2 separate regions of the Hordeum vulgare genome follow, and region 1 is linked to region 2. A link is a contact called in public Hi-C data. All regions are on one chromosome and are shown on one strand. The core of a region is the stretch at or near the end of the contact, and the rest is flanking DNA. Distances in the headings are between cores, read along the strand shown. Region 1 holds the start of LOC123448458. Region 2 has its middle 260 kb from the start of LOC123448458.

Region 1 (3,590 bases), core at 930-3,429, 260 kb after region 2:
CTCCACGACATCCTTGCCCTCACCTCGATTAGCCATCCCATGGCATCTGCCGTCAGGGTACCCCTATGAGAAAATGACGACATAACCTATCTTCAGTTTTTACACTTACTTTTATCTTTGAAATTTGCATTTGTCATGCCGAACTCAATAATATTATTTTTACAAAAATATAAGATATTTGTTTCCCCCGTTGCAAACGCACGAGCATGTTTGCTAGTAGCATATATTACAATAAAATTGAATGAAAGAGCTTTGAAAAAAAGTTGACCAAAATCGGGTGATCTTTTTTAGTTGAAGGTCGTAACTGAATGTGATGTCTTTAAAACCAGGGGCATAATGTTATAGCTCTTTAAAACTAGGAAGCAGAGTGTTATAAAAGATAGGGGTAGTTTCATCCATGACTAGTATCTTAATTAGAGAACATAGACAAGTGAAAAAACTGCACCTAATACACACGTTTGGATGCAAAATATTTTTGTAGTTTTCTTAGGCATACTAGGAACCCTAAAGACTTTATGGTGTTTGAATGACAAAACACACTGTAGTTTAAGATACCATGGTATGTCTCATATCAAAGTATTATTGTAGTATCCAAAAAGAGATTCGTACCTCATTATTTAAAATTAAACTTTATAGAAATCATGAGCACCTATCTCTTCTCTGTCTATTATCTCTTAAATGATCATAATTGCTGGACCGCTCCTCACTAGTAGGTGATTGAGGTTAGGTGGCTCCACACATTGCATCATGTAGATTAGATTTCTATTCTAAGGACGACATCATCGGTCAAATTAATTTCTACGGACGATCTCGCATGATTCTATCGACTCACTAACCGTTGATTACTTTCCCGCAAGTAATGATCATCTAAAAGGAAGCTTGCCAATTGATTAGATCAATTTGTGCATGCATTGGGAGTCGGTTTTACACGCACGTCAATTCATGTATACTCAAGGAGCTAGGTAGTGCTAGTGGCGGTGTCAGATTGCAATCATGTGTAGTCAACTCAATGTTGTGTAGCCAATATGTATGTATTTTTATAGATTATATATATATTTTGCATAATTTGTGCTTATATATATTTTTTGCATAATTTATGCTTATATGTGATGCTTTTTCCATAAAGTTGTGTAGTCATTTGACTACACAACCTATACATGGGTGATCTTATAAAAACTACAACGTCAAATGAGTTGGTGGTTTTGCCAATACTGAGAAAAACTATGTTTTGAAGAAAAAAAAGTATTCATTGTCCAAGCAATGAAATACCAAGGTTTTGAAAATGGAGACTGCTACGTGTCTATCGTTAAACGTCTAGTAATCATCCACCACCTTGACAACCGTCGGATCTCCATGCGCGAGCCTTCCGATCTAACTCCTCGCACGCGGCTCGTCGCCTTCCCGACACATTAACTCCTGAAACAACAAACCAGTTGCAGAAACTACGGCCACGTTGCAGAAACAATTCCTAAAACAACGACCGTGTTACATAAATAATACCGAAACAACGGTCGTGTTGGAGAAACAATTTCTGAAACAACGACAGCGTTGTAGAAACAACGACCATGTTGCAAAAATTACGACATGTTGCAAAAATTATGACATCTTTTGACCCATGTTGCAAAGATTACGCCACCTTTCGACCCATGTTATAAAATTTACAACATGTTGCAAAAATTACGACATCTATTGCAAAAATTACGACATCTTCACATAGGTCGAATAAACCCACTGTTACCGAGTATGAGGAATGTCTGTCGTGAAACAACAAGCGGGTTGCACGAAAACAAAAACGACTTCGGTGGACACGGAATGCTGTCGACGGTCTAATCAACACATGATCGAATGGCTGTCGACGGTCTAATCAACACATGATCGAATTGCCATGGAGCCGGCGGACGGGCGCGATGGGCTCGTAGAAGATAATTTTTCGCTTTGAAAATACTTTGGTTTTTACAAGACTCTCTGCCAAACTAGGCCGCAATGGATTTTTTCCCTGTTAAAAAAAAGAAAAAACGTCACCGACCTGGGCGGCGATGGACCGCTGGTCCAACAAGCCAACGGCCACCGAAACCCATACGTAGAGCTCCAAGATTCGTGCCGCAGTGCTCACTCGCATCCCTCCCCCACGGGGGCATCCTCCAGTCCCGACCGCCCCCCCCCCCCCCCCAACAACACCCACCCCCCTCCTCTTCCGGACCCGGCACCAACCCCCCGTTCCAAATCCCACCACCCCATCGCCGTCGGCGAGCCACCAGCACCAGTACCACCTCCTCCCCATCTCCACCAGCCCTCGCATAAACCTCGAGCCGACGCCTCCTCCACCCTCTCCCCGCACGCCCACCCGCGCATCGGGCTGCAGCTAGGGTTTCATGCGCTCCGTGGCCGCCACAGCCGCCGATGTCGCACCCCGGCAAGTTTGTATCCGTTAACCTCAACCGATCGTACGGCCAGTCCGCCCAATTCCAAAGTGGCGGCCGCCCCTCCCGCCCCGCTGCCCCCTCTGCCGGTGGCGGCGGCGGCATGGTGGTGCTTTCCCGCGGTCGCGGCTCCTCCTCTATGGCCAAGCCGCAGCAGCCCAAGCTCTCTGTACCGCCGCCTCTGAACCTCCCCTCGCTCCGTAAGGAGCACGAGCGTTTCGAGGGCGCGACCGCCACTACTGGCGGTGGGGTCGCCTCAGCCCCGCCCCGATCCGGCGGGGCCGTGGCTGGGTGGACGAAGCCTGCTCCGGCATCCGAGAAGCAACTGGGCTCGATACCGGCTCCTAGTGGCGTTGCCAGGCTCCCATCGTATGGATTCCAGGAGAAAGCTGTCGTCCTGCGGGGCGAGGACTTCCCTTCTCTTAAAGCAGCGGTGGCGCCACCACCTGCGCCACCCGTGCAGCATCGCCAGAAAGACGTTGATGGTGCTCAAGCCGCCATGCCGGAGACACAGCCGATGCCCCTGGGCATGCGACCGCATGTGATGCCCTCGCGTGGTGCTGAGCCCTTGGCTTCTGCCGGCGTCACAGGTACTGGCCTCCATGGTTCAGCGGAGAAGGCCCAAACTCATGATTTGGGGCCGCTGCCACTGGTGCGGCTAAGGTATGATGCTGATTGGGCTGATGATGAACGTGATACAGGGCTGAGTCTCCCAGATCGCGACAGTAAAGAGAGGGGATTTGGTAGGATTGAGACCATGGTTCCAGGGTGCGACTTCTATGGTGCGACAATGGAGCGCTTAAAAAATGAGTCCTTGGGGAGAGATTACATTGCTCCCAATAAAGAGGGCGTGCAAGATGGTTTGTGGCGATCTCCTATGCCAAGCCACAATGTGGAGAGGACAGATGGTCGTCCTCACAGTGCAGGCAAAGGAAGCGGACAGTTACTTTACCATGAAGGCATTACTAACGGTGCCTCCAAGGATTTGTGCAATACTAGTAAGGAGCCTGCTGTGCGAGCCTATGGACAGATTGGGACGGAACTGCACGGAAGCGCACATATTGGGGAAACTGCAGGTGAATGTTACAATGATAATTCTAATAACTGGTACAGAGGGAAGTCTTTCCAGAATAATCCTGTTTCCAAGGTGATGCCATATCTTGGTAATAA
Region 2 (3,453 bases), core at 765-3,264:
ATGATGCATGTCCATTTGAATTGTGCAACGCATGGAAAACCACAACAATTAATACTACGCATTAAATGAAGCTCAATCTGCAACTCATTGCATATTTACGAAACCCCTATTTGAATTATTAGTTCACTCTCATTTAGGTACACGACAATGTTAAATGTTGTTAAACATGACAAGAGGTAAAGCATAAATAAACTACACTATCTAAGCATTTTAAATGAGGTCGGAAAGAATATATAGTATTTCCGGAATGACCCCATATGTGAATTTCGAAATTAGTCCATATCTGTACTAAACACATTTTATATTTATTAAACAACAAAATAAAGTGGATCATGTGCTTCTACGCGTCATTCTAGTCAATTACATATATAAATCGTTTAAAATGGAGTTATGGTCTAAATGATATGAGCAACACAAAATGATATGTCACGAATGCAAATGACAGCCCCAACATGTTAAAGCACGGTGAACAAGATATTATGGAAGTACATGAAATCCTAGGCAAGTTTAAATGAGGCCGGAACAACGAATAAAAATTTCAGAAAATTCCCATATGCAAATTAAGATTCGGTACCGTTCTGCCTATACACGATTTTAGAGTTGTTAAACAACAAAATAAGTGCTACCATGTTATTCTACACATTTTTCTAAGCAAGTTACATATGTGGATCATTCTAATCGAAGCACGGTTAGCTAGTTATGAAATAAATCATTTTAACATGGCATTTAAGGAAATTAAATTAAAATAGCAAGTTGAACATTTTAAACACATGTGAGAGTTGGATATTGTAAAACTACACAAAATTCTAAGAGGGTGCTTGGATACGTTTTAGTCCCATGACTAAAAGTAATGAGACTAAAACTTGCTAGCCTCACCCATGCTTGGATCCAAATACTAAAAAGACTAAAATCAAGTTAATGAGCATTTATTATCCTTCAAACCCTCCAATCCAGAACTTGCATGAGGAGTTAAATGAGAAGAGAGAGGACTAATGCACATTTTAGTAGGGGTACCCCTAACTAAAAGATTTTAGCCTCAAGACTAGTTTTAGCCTCTCTTTAGTCAGGGGTGCTTGGAACTTTAGCGTCTTAAAGAGACTAGTTTTAGTCTCTTGGATCCAAGCACCCTCTAAGCATTTTTATGTATGAAGTTTTTAAATCCGATGCATGGTTATTTTCCTACGAACTAAATCATGTTTAATATGGCATGACGCAAATTAATGCAAACAGCAGGGTAAACAACTTTAAACATGCATGAAATTTGGAATTCTTAATCTACATGAAATTCTCGACATTTTTCATGTATAATTGTTTCAATCCGATGCAAGGATATTTAATTATGAGTATGGAAAAAAATGGCTTTTGCTGAAATTATGAGATGCCCTTGATAAATGAATAAATTCACAGTGGGTAAAACATGATTGGGCGGATTGCAGTTTAGTGCAGCAACCCACGTGTGGAATCGGCCCAAGTGATAAGTGAATAAAGGCCACCATGTTATTCTACAGATTTTTCTAGTGAAGTTGCATATATGAAACATTTTAATCGAAGCTATGGTTACTTAGTTATAAAATAAACCATTTTAACATGACATCTACATAAATTACATGCAAACATCTGGTTAAACAATTTTAACATGCATGAAAGTGGGATATTCTTCATCTATGCAAAATTCTGGACATTTTACATGTTGAAATCATCATGATTCGATGCACAGTTATTTAATTATGAGTGTTTGAAAACGTGGTTATTTCGGAAATTTAGCAATGGCCATTTAATTAACAAATCGCCGGACACAAAAAAAAAGCTAAATGGGCCGAATATGCTAATGGGTCGAAAACAGAGCATGAGCGTAACATGTCAAGGCAACGCACAAAGCTCGGGATAGCAGGCGATGCTCACCGAACAGTTGGGCCAGTTTGAAGAAACGGCTAGGCGGAGGGGGCAGTTCTAGCCCACGTGAGTGACGGTGGGGTGAAGCAGAACCGAGCTGGCGGATCTGGCGCTCGCTTGGGTTTGCGAGGCCACGGCACTGCAAGTCCCATGCTAGGAATTCCATCATGGGCCACGGTTGCTGCACGAGGCCTGCCCATGCCGTGGACACAAGCAGGCACCCGCCAAGCGAGGGAGCTCTCGATCCGATCTAGCAAGCTGTTCCCAAAGCAAAGCAGGTCAGCAGTGATCCGGCGCGAGGCTCTCTAATGGCGGTGACAACAAAGGAAGGTGGAGATGGCCGGGAATGGGTGGATCGGAGACTCCCCGACATAGATCTGGCCAGGAAACAAGACGGCGCGACAAGTTGGAGCTGCGGGAGGCCATCCATTGCGGCGTGGTTCCAGCGGGCATGCAACGAGAGAGAGAGAGAGAGAGGTTAGAGGGGAGAGAGGTAGAGCGGGAGAAGGCGTCGGGGTGACCTGGTCGGTGGTGGAGGCAGCTCGCCACAGGGGCTGCAGCACGGACCGATGCTAGATGCGGCGCGGGGGCGAGCCTCAGGCATGGGGCGGCTTCGGATAACAGGGAGGCGAGGGCGTGTGGTAATAACGCTTCGGGCCTGATTCGGCTGGGACGGGCCGTAGCTGGCTACGGGTGGAGGTCTGGCTGTCTGCGGTGGGGCGCGACTGGCTAGCTGGCCCTCTAAACGTTTGATCTGGCCGCTGACGACCGGGATCGTGCCTCACGAGCCGACGTGGTGGCTCGACTAGGAGGTGACGGCGTAGTAGTGGCTCGGACGCGGATTCAAGGCAAAGTGACTGCGGATAGAGGTAGGGGAAGGGTTAGGCTAGGGTTTAGTGTTAAAATGGGCAGGGTAGGTTGTTTGTTTATAGTAGGAAGGATAGGAATGAGGGGTTTTGTCCGTCTTCGGACTGTAGGATAGCGATCCGACGGCTCCGGTCGGGAGGGTTTAGGGTAGGCCTAGTGGGCTGTGTAGATGGGATAGGTGGGGATGAGAGGGATGTTTGCAGCCCATGAGATAATTTGTAAACACCGAAAACGTCCAACAATTTGATCGGCTATAGTGTCGCTTTATATTTAACGGTTTGGGTATCAAATGAACTCTGAATGTGACAAATTTGACAGGCGGTCTATCTATAATAAAACGAGACCGCACGTCAATTTTCGACCAACTCCGAGAATGTTTTATACACAGTTTTGAGAACAAGATGTGATCGGTGTCGCTAGCGCGTGCGTGTGTGGTTGGTCCCGAAACGGTCAACGACAACAACGGAGGGTACCGGCAACCAACAATGGATGCAAGTTTTGAAAACAAACAACACAGAGTGCCGATGATATGCATATGATGTGCATGATCCAATGATGAATGCGACAAACAAAAGAATCACACGACGACGTGCTTTTCCAATTGCTACATGCCCTCCCATTGCAGATAATAAGCAACGTAAATCTAAGGCTCCAACCCCTGTGGTAGAATCTGTGCAGATACACTCGGGGTTC

Evidence for each region. A called contact is a pair of places that touch in the nucleus more often than the background predicts.
Region 1: a contact with region 2 is called in a Hi-C map of seedling, with 5 times the contacts expected there. The contact joins the promoter of LOC123448458 here to the enhancer-like site in region 2. A contact is called at or near these places in 1 of 6 Hi-C or Micro-C datasets (seedling) and 1 of 1 datasets of contacts at active chromatin or transcription factors (embryo).

What each region holds. Positions count from the first base shown.
Region 1 is chr4H:242,767,538-242,771,127 of MorexV3_pseudomolecules_assembly, forward strand. It overlaps LOC123448458, which reads left to right and starts at 2,180. Exons shown (of 8, transcript XM_045125359.1): 1 at 2,180-3,590. The coding sequence starts at 2,401.
Region 2 is chr4H:242,504,322-242,507,774 of MorexV3_pseudomolecules_assembly, forward strand. No RefSeq gene overlaps it. Among protein-coding and RNA genes, the nearest start is that of LOC123448458, 260 kb to the right of the region's middle. Within about 2 kb of position 2,015, at least 3 of the 3 cell types and tissues checked have open chromatin away from gene starts, as enhancers often do. A contact at or near this core is called in seedling, where this site is marked.